Linked DNA regions of Mus musculus: region 2 is linked to region 1. A link is a contact called in public Micro-C data. All regions are on one chromosome and are shown on one strand. The core of a region is the stretch at or near the end of the contact, and the rest is flanking DNA. Distances in the headings are between cores, read along the strand shown.

Region 1 (3,769 bases), core at 13-2,512:
TTCTTGCAGAGGACCTGGGTTCTTTTCCCAACACCCACATGGCGGTTCACAACCATCTATAATTCTAGTTCCAGAGAATCCAATGTCCTCTTCTGACCTCCGCAGACACCAGGTACACATGTACACACATGAAGTAATAAAATAAATAAGCCTAAAATAAAATTTTAAAACCATCGATCCATCAATGGCTATGGTATTACACTGCTTATTTACTTTTGTAATTTTTAAAGATTGGTTTGTCTTTATTTTATTTATCTTGGTGTTTTGCTGGAATGTATGTCTGTGTGAGGGTGTCAGATTCCCCTGGAACTAGAATTGCAGAGAGTTTTGAGGTGCCAGGTGGGAGCTGGAAATTGAACCCTGGTCTTCCAGAAGACATCTAAGTCACCTCTCCAGTCCGTATGCTTATTATTTTCAAAGTCTTTGACATCAAAGGAGCCATACAAATGGGTCTATGAGGGAGAATTCGTTCTACTATCTTCACTTGAGATTTTCAACTGCAAACCAATTGATACTATAAATCAAACTTTTTAGTGATAATATCTAGTAGCACAATGGACTAACTAAATATGAAATAGAAGGCGGACGAGGTAACTCTGTGATACATAATATAACCTGCTCTTATAGAAGACTCGTGTTCAGTGCTGAGCATTCACGTCAGGGAGCTCGTAAGGGCTTGGAATTGCAGCTCCATGTGATCTGACACCTTCTGAACTCCATGAGCATTCCACTAATGTATATGTGTGTGCACACACAAACACACAGAGAGAAAGAGATAGTTGCACATATACACATAATATTTTAAATAAAATATTTTAAAGACACAAAATAGTAGTTATAAATAAAATATAGAAATGGATATCTATAATAGAGCTTTGCTTATACTAAACCATATTGACCTAAAAACGAACGTATCTGACATGAATTTGTAGACACTTTAAAACTTCAATAAATAATGCTATTGGATTGGTCTAGTAATGTTGGTGTTTATTGGCTAGTTAGCTATCTTTAACACTTTGAAAATTATTTTCTGTGTCTGAGTTAGGGTTTGGAAGTGACAAGATGCTGCACTCCACCAATCTGAAGTGTCAGGATGCCCTACCCACAAGTCTGTCTCGGAGTAGCTGCTGTTTTCTGACCTCTTATCCTCTGCCAGGTAGTGACGTAGTAGTCAAGCTGAACTGTCTCATTCCACAGCTGACTCATTCGTGAAAACCACATCTAACTGTGGTTTCAGAGCTTTCTTCACGTGATGTCTGACCCTCGCTGGCTCTAGCCGGCAAGGACTTTGAAGTCTTTTGTCCTAATGCTATGATCTCAACATTTGTCATCTCCAAACCCCGTGTTGGAATTTAATTGCAATTGTAACAGAATGAGGAAGTGTAACCAAAAAAACCAATTAGGCCAAGAGTGTTCAACTATAACAGGTGGGGATAATACCATTATGACAGGATCCGTTTGGCCCCCTCTTGTCTCTTACCCTTCTGCCTTTTGTTATGTAAAGGTTCAGGCAAATTTCAAGGCTCCATATTGCAAGAAGATGACAGTGAGCTTTATCAAATACTGAAACTGTTGGTGTCCCTAGCCTAGAACTTGCACCCTCCAGAGCTTCCAGCAATAAATTTGTATTAGCATGTTTATAAGACAGTGATGTTCTGTTATAGGGGCATAAATGAACTAAGATACTTACTTTATTGCACTAAAAGAGCCCACTGGGTGCCTGGAATAAAAAGAAAGAAAACGATGGGAGTGGCCAGGCACACCTGCCACCTCCTCCTTTTCCACCCCATCCCTTTGGAAAGATGCATGGAAGTTGGGAAAGCCACCATTGTCATGGACCAAGGAGATTCAAACCAGTTTACCTCAACTGGGCAAACTGAAAGAGCGTCCTGGTTCCTTTGGCTTGTTCTGTTCAGCAGTGAGAAGAGCATGACTTCCCTGAATGGGCCATTCTTCTAGCAAGAAAGGCTGGAATACTAGAGGAGCATCCTCTTCCAGAAAGTTAGAGACTTCAGGATAAAGGATCTCCACTGGATCTGGTGTAGCTTGTCTGTCTGTCCTGCCTTCCCTTTCCCAGAATTCCAATCATCTCCTTACCACTTAATTTAAGTGACATTATCTCCTTTCTGAAAGAATATTGGACATAATAAAGTCTCTCTGGTATATTAGGGATGATACGTAGCCTTATTCATGACACTAGGTATTTACATACCAGGACAAAAGTCTTCTAAATTCAACATTTAGGAGGTAGACTTTGACGATCACCTGAGGGTTATACATAGTAACATAAACCTGTGGCCCCAGCACTCAAGAGGCTCAATCAGGAGAATCCTAAGTTTGAGGTTAGCCTGGGCTACACAAGGAGATGCTGTCTCAAACTACTACATTCCCCCAACACCCAAAAGTAACTGCACTTGGCAGAGCTAGGAATATAACTCATGGCAGGGCACTTATAGACCACATGAAATACACCTTTAACCCCAGCACTCAGGAGGCAGAGGCAGGCAGATTTCTGAGTTCAAGGCCAGCCTGGTCTACAAAGTGAGTTCCAGGGCTATACAGAGAAACCCTGTCTCGAAAAACCAAATATATATATATACACTTAGTCTGATCCCAAACATTCAAAAGATATTACTCAATGTTAAAAGTATTATTTTTTTACTTTTATATTCTACATTACCACTTTTCTAAAGGTGACTTTACAACACATAGAATGATATGTTATATATCCATCCCTATAACCTGAGAGCTGATGGCTTAAATGGTCATCACCAATGCCTCGAGTTTATTAAATGGAAGATATCTTCCATACCTCAATTAAAGATGTGAAATGCCACCCTCATTGGTCGTAATACATTAATTTAACTCCATAAGAAGTATAAATTGTTTATAACTCACACTGAGAGAAAAGGGAAGTGAAATTCAATGTCATCTAAGGGTGAGAAAAAAAATTATTCTACAGAACAGTCCATCTCCAGTAATTTCTTAAAATTACTTTACTATTACATATAGTCTCAGTAAGTATTTTCTGAGTAGATGAACTTGAATGGAAAGATGGCTTGAATGGAGAGATGACTGCAGCAGTGGAGAACACGCAATGTTCTTTCAGAGGAGTTGAGCTCAGTCCCCCATGCCCACACTGGGCAGCTCACATGTACCTGTAACCCAGCACCAGAGGATCTAACACCTTCTTCTAGATTTCAGACACAAACCACATACATATCATTAAAAAGGTAAAAATCAAATCTTTTTAAAAATTGAATTAAAATGAAAGAAAATACAGGAGACTAGAGAGAACAAAGAGTGTTATCTTATTTTCTTATTCTATAAAGGGTTTTTAGAATAAATTTTGCTGGGCTGAAGAGATAGTTCAACAGTTAAGAGCACTGACTGCTCTTCCAAAGGTCCTGAGTTCAATTCCCAGCAACTACATGGTGGCTCACAACCATCTATAAATGGGATCCAATGCCCTCTGCTGGTGTGTCTGAAGAGAGCCAACAGTGTACTCATATACATAAAATAAAATCAATAATTCTTTTAAAAGAAAAAAATAGAAAATGGAGTTTTTATATCACACCAAATAGTAGTAGTCATAGTAGTAGTAATAATAACGAATAATAATAATAATAAATAATAATAATAATTTAAAATAAAACATTTCTAAACACAAACAGGTAAAATTCTAAAATTCCTAGAGAAAACATGGTAGAGAAACTAAATTAAACAATGTACATTAAAAAAAACACTTTAATAAATAAATTAAAATTTG
Region 2 (3,717 bases), core at 152-2,651, 52 kb before region 1:
AGTAAATGATGACTTTTGAACGAGGTCCTTTGGCTCAATAACTTGGGCTTTTACACTAGACTTAATTTATCCCTAATGATGCATGTTTTATCAGGAAATTCAGCATAAACTGGTAGTTAAGAGATGCTTGGCTTGAAAGCTTGAGACAAGAAAGGGAGAGAGTGATAAACAGTAGCCTCAGAGTCTCTTCCAACAGCAGGTGACCCAACCTAACATTATAGCCTGAACTCTTGATGCCTCTTCTCTCCTCCCCAATCCCCCAATCCATCCCCCTCTCCCTCTCCCTCTCCCTCTCCCTCTCCCTCTCCCTCTCCCTCTCCCTCTCCCTCTCCCTCTCCCTCTCCCTCTCCCTCTCCCTCCTCCTCCTCCTCCTCCTCCTCCTTCTTCTTCTTCTTCTTCTTCTTCTTCTTCTTCTTCTTCTTCTTCTTCTTCTTCTCTCTCTCTCTCTCTCTCTCTCTCTCTCTCTCTCTCTCTCTCTCTCCCTCCTTGCTTGTGAGCTCAGTATTGGCACTTGGTCAACTCCCAGCTGAGTCCAGCCTTCCCTCTATCCCCCACTGAGGTGCTAGACTTTTGAGTGAAGCTGCCTCTGGACCCTTCAGAGCAAACCAGCCCATCTGCCATTCAGATACCACAAGTGACCTCAGTCCACACCACATGGCACAGAATAATTGAGCAGCTGAGCCTGACCTGAATTCCTCACCCACAAAAATCATGAGGCATAAAAATGGCTGCTGTTTTAAGCTTGGAATTCAAGAGATAGATAGCCAGCGATAGACCACATGCCACAAGTTCATTTTACAGACTGTCTCGCTTAGCAGTGCCAGACAAACTGGCAAAGGGCAAGCTAATAAACTATAGTAATTAACAAAACAAGCTCCCTTTTCTTTCATAAGGCAATCCCCACACACAGACAATGGCAGCAATTTTGAATTTCAAGCAAATAGCCTATCTGTGGACCCATTTGAAATGTCAGCCATAAAATAATTTTCCTCTTGCAATTTATAAGCCCTGACAGTAAGGAGCTGTCTGTGAGAATCCAGCCAGAAATCCCTTGGACAAACATTCCGTTGATAATTTTTCCATTTCCATTTTTGACACACAGAGCCTTTCACTATTCAAGTCAACTTTGAAAGGAAACAAGATAACATCCGTTTCCTCTGCTGTCCTTCCACGCATTTAATAGCACCCAGATATACAGGTTCATTTCCCTGGAGATTCCTGTTATTTAAGCTCACCTTCTGGTGATCTTAAGACCAAAAAAAATGGTATTTTCTATAGCCATCTAACAGTGCAGGCCAGGAATGCAGAGTAGCGAAGGAGGATTGGGGAGGAGATTCCTGTAACCTCAGCGGACCAACAGTTACCCAGACTGCACAATTATTAGCACAGCACAAACACTGCAGCTGTCTGCAGAAGCACCGCAGTATTTCTGACAAGGCACATCACACTGATGATGTCAGACTCCTTTCTTAAACAGTGAAATGTGAGAATGTGTAGAAGAGGTTTGTCCTTGTTTGGGAAACCATACTCACAAATGACTAGGTTACCCACAGTCCTGGGTTTTCTCAGTTCATTGAGAAGTCACATTCCCGCAGAGTCCTTCGTGAAACCCTGTAGTTGGCTCCCTAGGTCTTTGGTTATCTCACCGGTCTGCCATGCACGTCGCTGAACAGGGAAAATGACTCAGGGCTCTAATGAAAATCTAATTCATTAAACCAAACCTTGGAAAAGAACCTCAATGAGTCAGTGCAACCTTCCCCTGCCTCTGGGCAGCGCCACACCTAGACCATCCAAGCCAGAGGAGAGGTAATCACATTTTTTAATAAAGCAGTCGTGAACATTATTACTAAACCCCATTTCTATATATAACTGTGTTCCAAATGAACCGACAAAGGCATTAAAGAGTTGGACCCAACACACTAACAACGGAGCCAGGACCTTGGCTTTTGTGCCAGTTTTTAAAAAGGTGGCCCCTTGAAGCAAAAGATGTAGGAAAAAGCCATTCCCTGGGGAAGCAGCTGCCCAGAGCCAGTCAGTGTGTATAGCTTGTGAGCGAGCAGATAGATGGGTTGGCCATCGGCTCGTTCTGCCTTCCACACCTCACCTTTGTACAGAGGAAGAAACACAGGACCACATGCAGTGACCTGGGAAGATAGCTATAATATTACACATGAAACTTCCTCCTCAGTTTGTCTTTTTAAAAATCTACTTTTATCCTTTCATCGTCCCTGTTGTTTGTTACTGCCAACTGTGTGTACCACCAGGTTTGTTTGGTTTTTTTGTTTGTTTGTTTTTTAATCTGTCAGCCTTCACTAATAAACTTACCACTGACAGGTAATATATCTTTATTCCTCCAGATACCTGACAGGTGCTCAATAACCATTCGTTGGCAGATTGAAAGACTTTTGGAGAGAATGAACACAGCCATAGACCACCAACACCTAACGTTTTCTTGCCTTTAAAATGAAAAGATGGCGGTGACCTCATCTCCCCTGAGGGAAATCAACCAAAGCATTTGAGTCACTGTTCTTTAGAGCAGAATTCCTGGTTGATAAAAAAGCATGGGTCTCCTGGCTATGAGATCAGAGTCCCAGGCTGAGGCCATCAATCCATCCTTGCTTCCTGTCTGGACACTATCTCTATTTAACAAAAGCACATGAGAGACTGACCACTGGGAAGAGAAGCAGGCATTCTTATTTGTCAGCGTACTCTCTCCCACAGCAAAGAGGCTGCCACTCTTTCCTCTTAGGGAGGAATATGACTCCCCAGAAGAGTCACCAGAGTCATTTACCCAGAACACACCTTCCAGGCATCTACCCCACCGGCACCTTCAGCAACTTGATAGTCAGAGACAGGCACCTACCATATTGATATGAGAGGGCATTCTTACCATGGCCAAGGTCAGAAAGTTGCAAGTCCAAAGGCCAGCTTATTTATTCCACGTTACTTTTTGTCTGTTGTTAATACCTGAAAGTTGTCAGAATTAAGGTGGATCACATATGAAAAGTTCCAAATAATAATAATAGTAATAATAATGATGATGATAATAATAATAGAACAAAGGGACCAAGAAGGATAGAGATGTTCATGTATGCCTGATAATGCGAAGTGTCACAGAGACATGAGTACCAAGCATTCATGAGGCTCTGAGTTCAATTCCCAGAACCATGAAGAGGGGGAAGCTAGGAGAAGCGAAGACCACCAGGACTGCAACCTTCCACAGAGCCACTATCACCTCACAAGGAACATATTTTTTTTGCAACAACAACTGCCAAACTGCCTGCTCTACCTTGAACAGATGCTGCCCTTGTCATTGAGTGTATGAGTCAAGGGCTAGCATTTCAAAACATGTGATCTTTGTCATCTTGCCCTCAAATAATCTCCCTTGCCTCAAACCCCTTGAACGGGAACAAGAATTACAGCTGCACCCGAGTTTCCATTGCAATATCCATCCTGCTATTTTGAGAGATTGTTTTCCACTTGGCATTTAGGTTGATACATTTAACAGTATGGTTATTTATATGAGATAACTAGTAGTCATATAAAGAAAGGTTTGTGGCTACAAGCTCTGGAGAGAGTTTTGAAGACAGCTAGAGTGTTCTCCAGGACAATGACATGTGTTATGGAACTGTGTGCTTTCATAGCAATCCTACCAATGAATGGTTCACTTCAAGGTGGTTAATGTTATATTATTATACCTTTATCTTTTTTAAAACA

Evidence for each region. A called contact is a pair of places that touch in the nucleus more often than the background predicts.
Region 2: a Micro-C map of muscle stem cells shows a contact between it and region 1, with 7 times the contacts expected there. The contact joins two enhancer-like sites. A contact is called at or near these places in 9 of 484 Hi-C or Micro-C datasets (the C2C12 cell line, cumulus cells, embryonic fibroblasts and 5 more) and 2 of 115 datasets of contacts at active chromatin or transcription factors (embryonic fibroblasts and embryonic stem cells).

What each region holds. Positions count from the first base shown.
Region 1 is chr15:28,078,819-28,082,587 of GRCm38.p6, reverse strand. No RefSeq gene overlaps it. Among named protein-coding and RNA genes, the nearest start is that of Gm31458, 14 kb to the right of the region's middle. Within about 2 kb of position 1,262, at least 67 of the 459 cell types and tissues checked have an H3K27ac peak or open chromatin away from gene starts, as enhancers often do. A contact at or near this core is called in muscle stem cells and myocytes, where this site is marked.
Region 2 is chr15:28,131,320-28,135,036 of GRCm38.p6, reverse strand. No RefSeq gene overlaps it. Among named protein-coding and RNA genes, the nearest start is that of Gm31458, 67 kb to the right of the region's middle. Within about 2 kb of position 1,401, at least 56 of the 459 cell types and tissues checked have an H3K27ac peak or open chromatin away from gene starts, as enhancers often do. A contact at or near this core is called in muscle stem cells and myocytes, where this site is marked.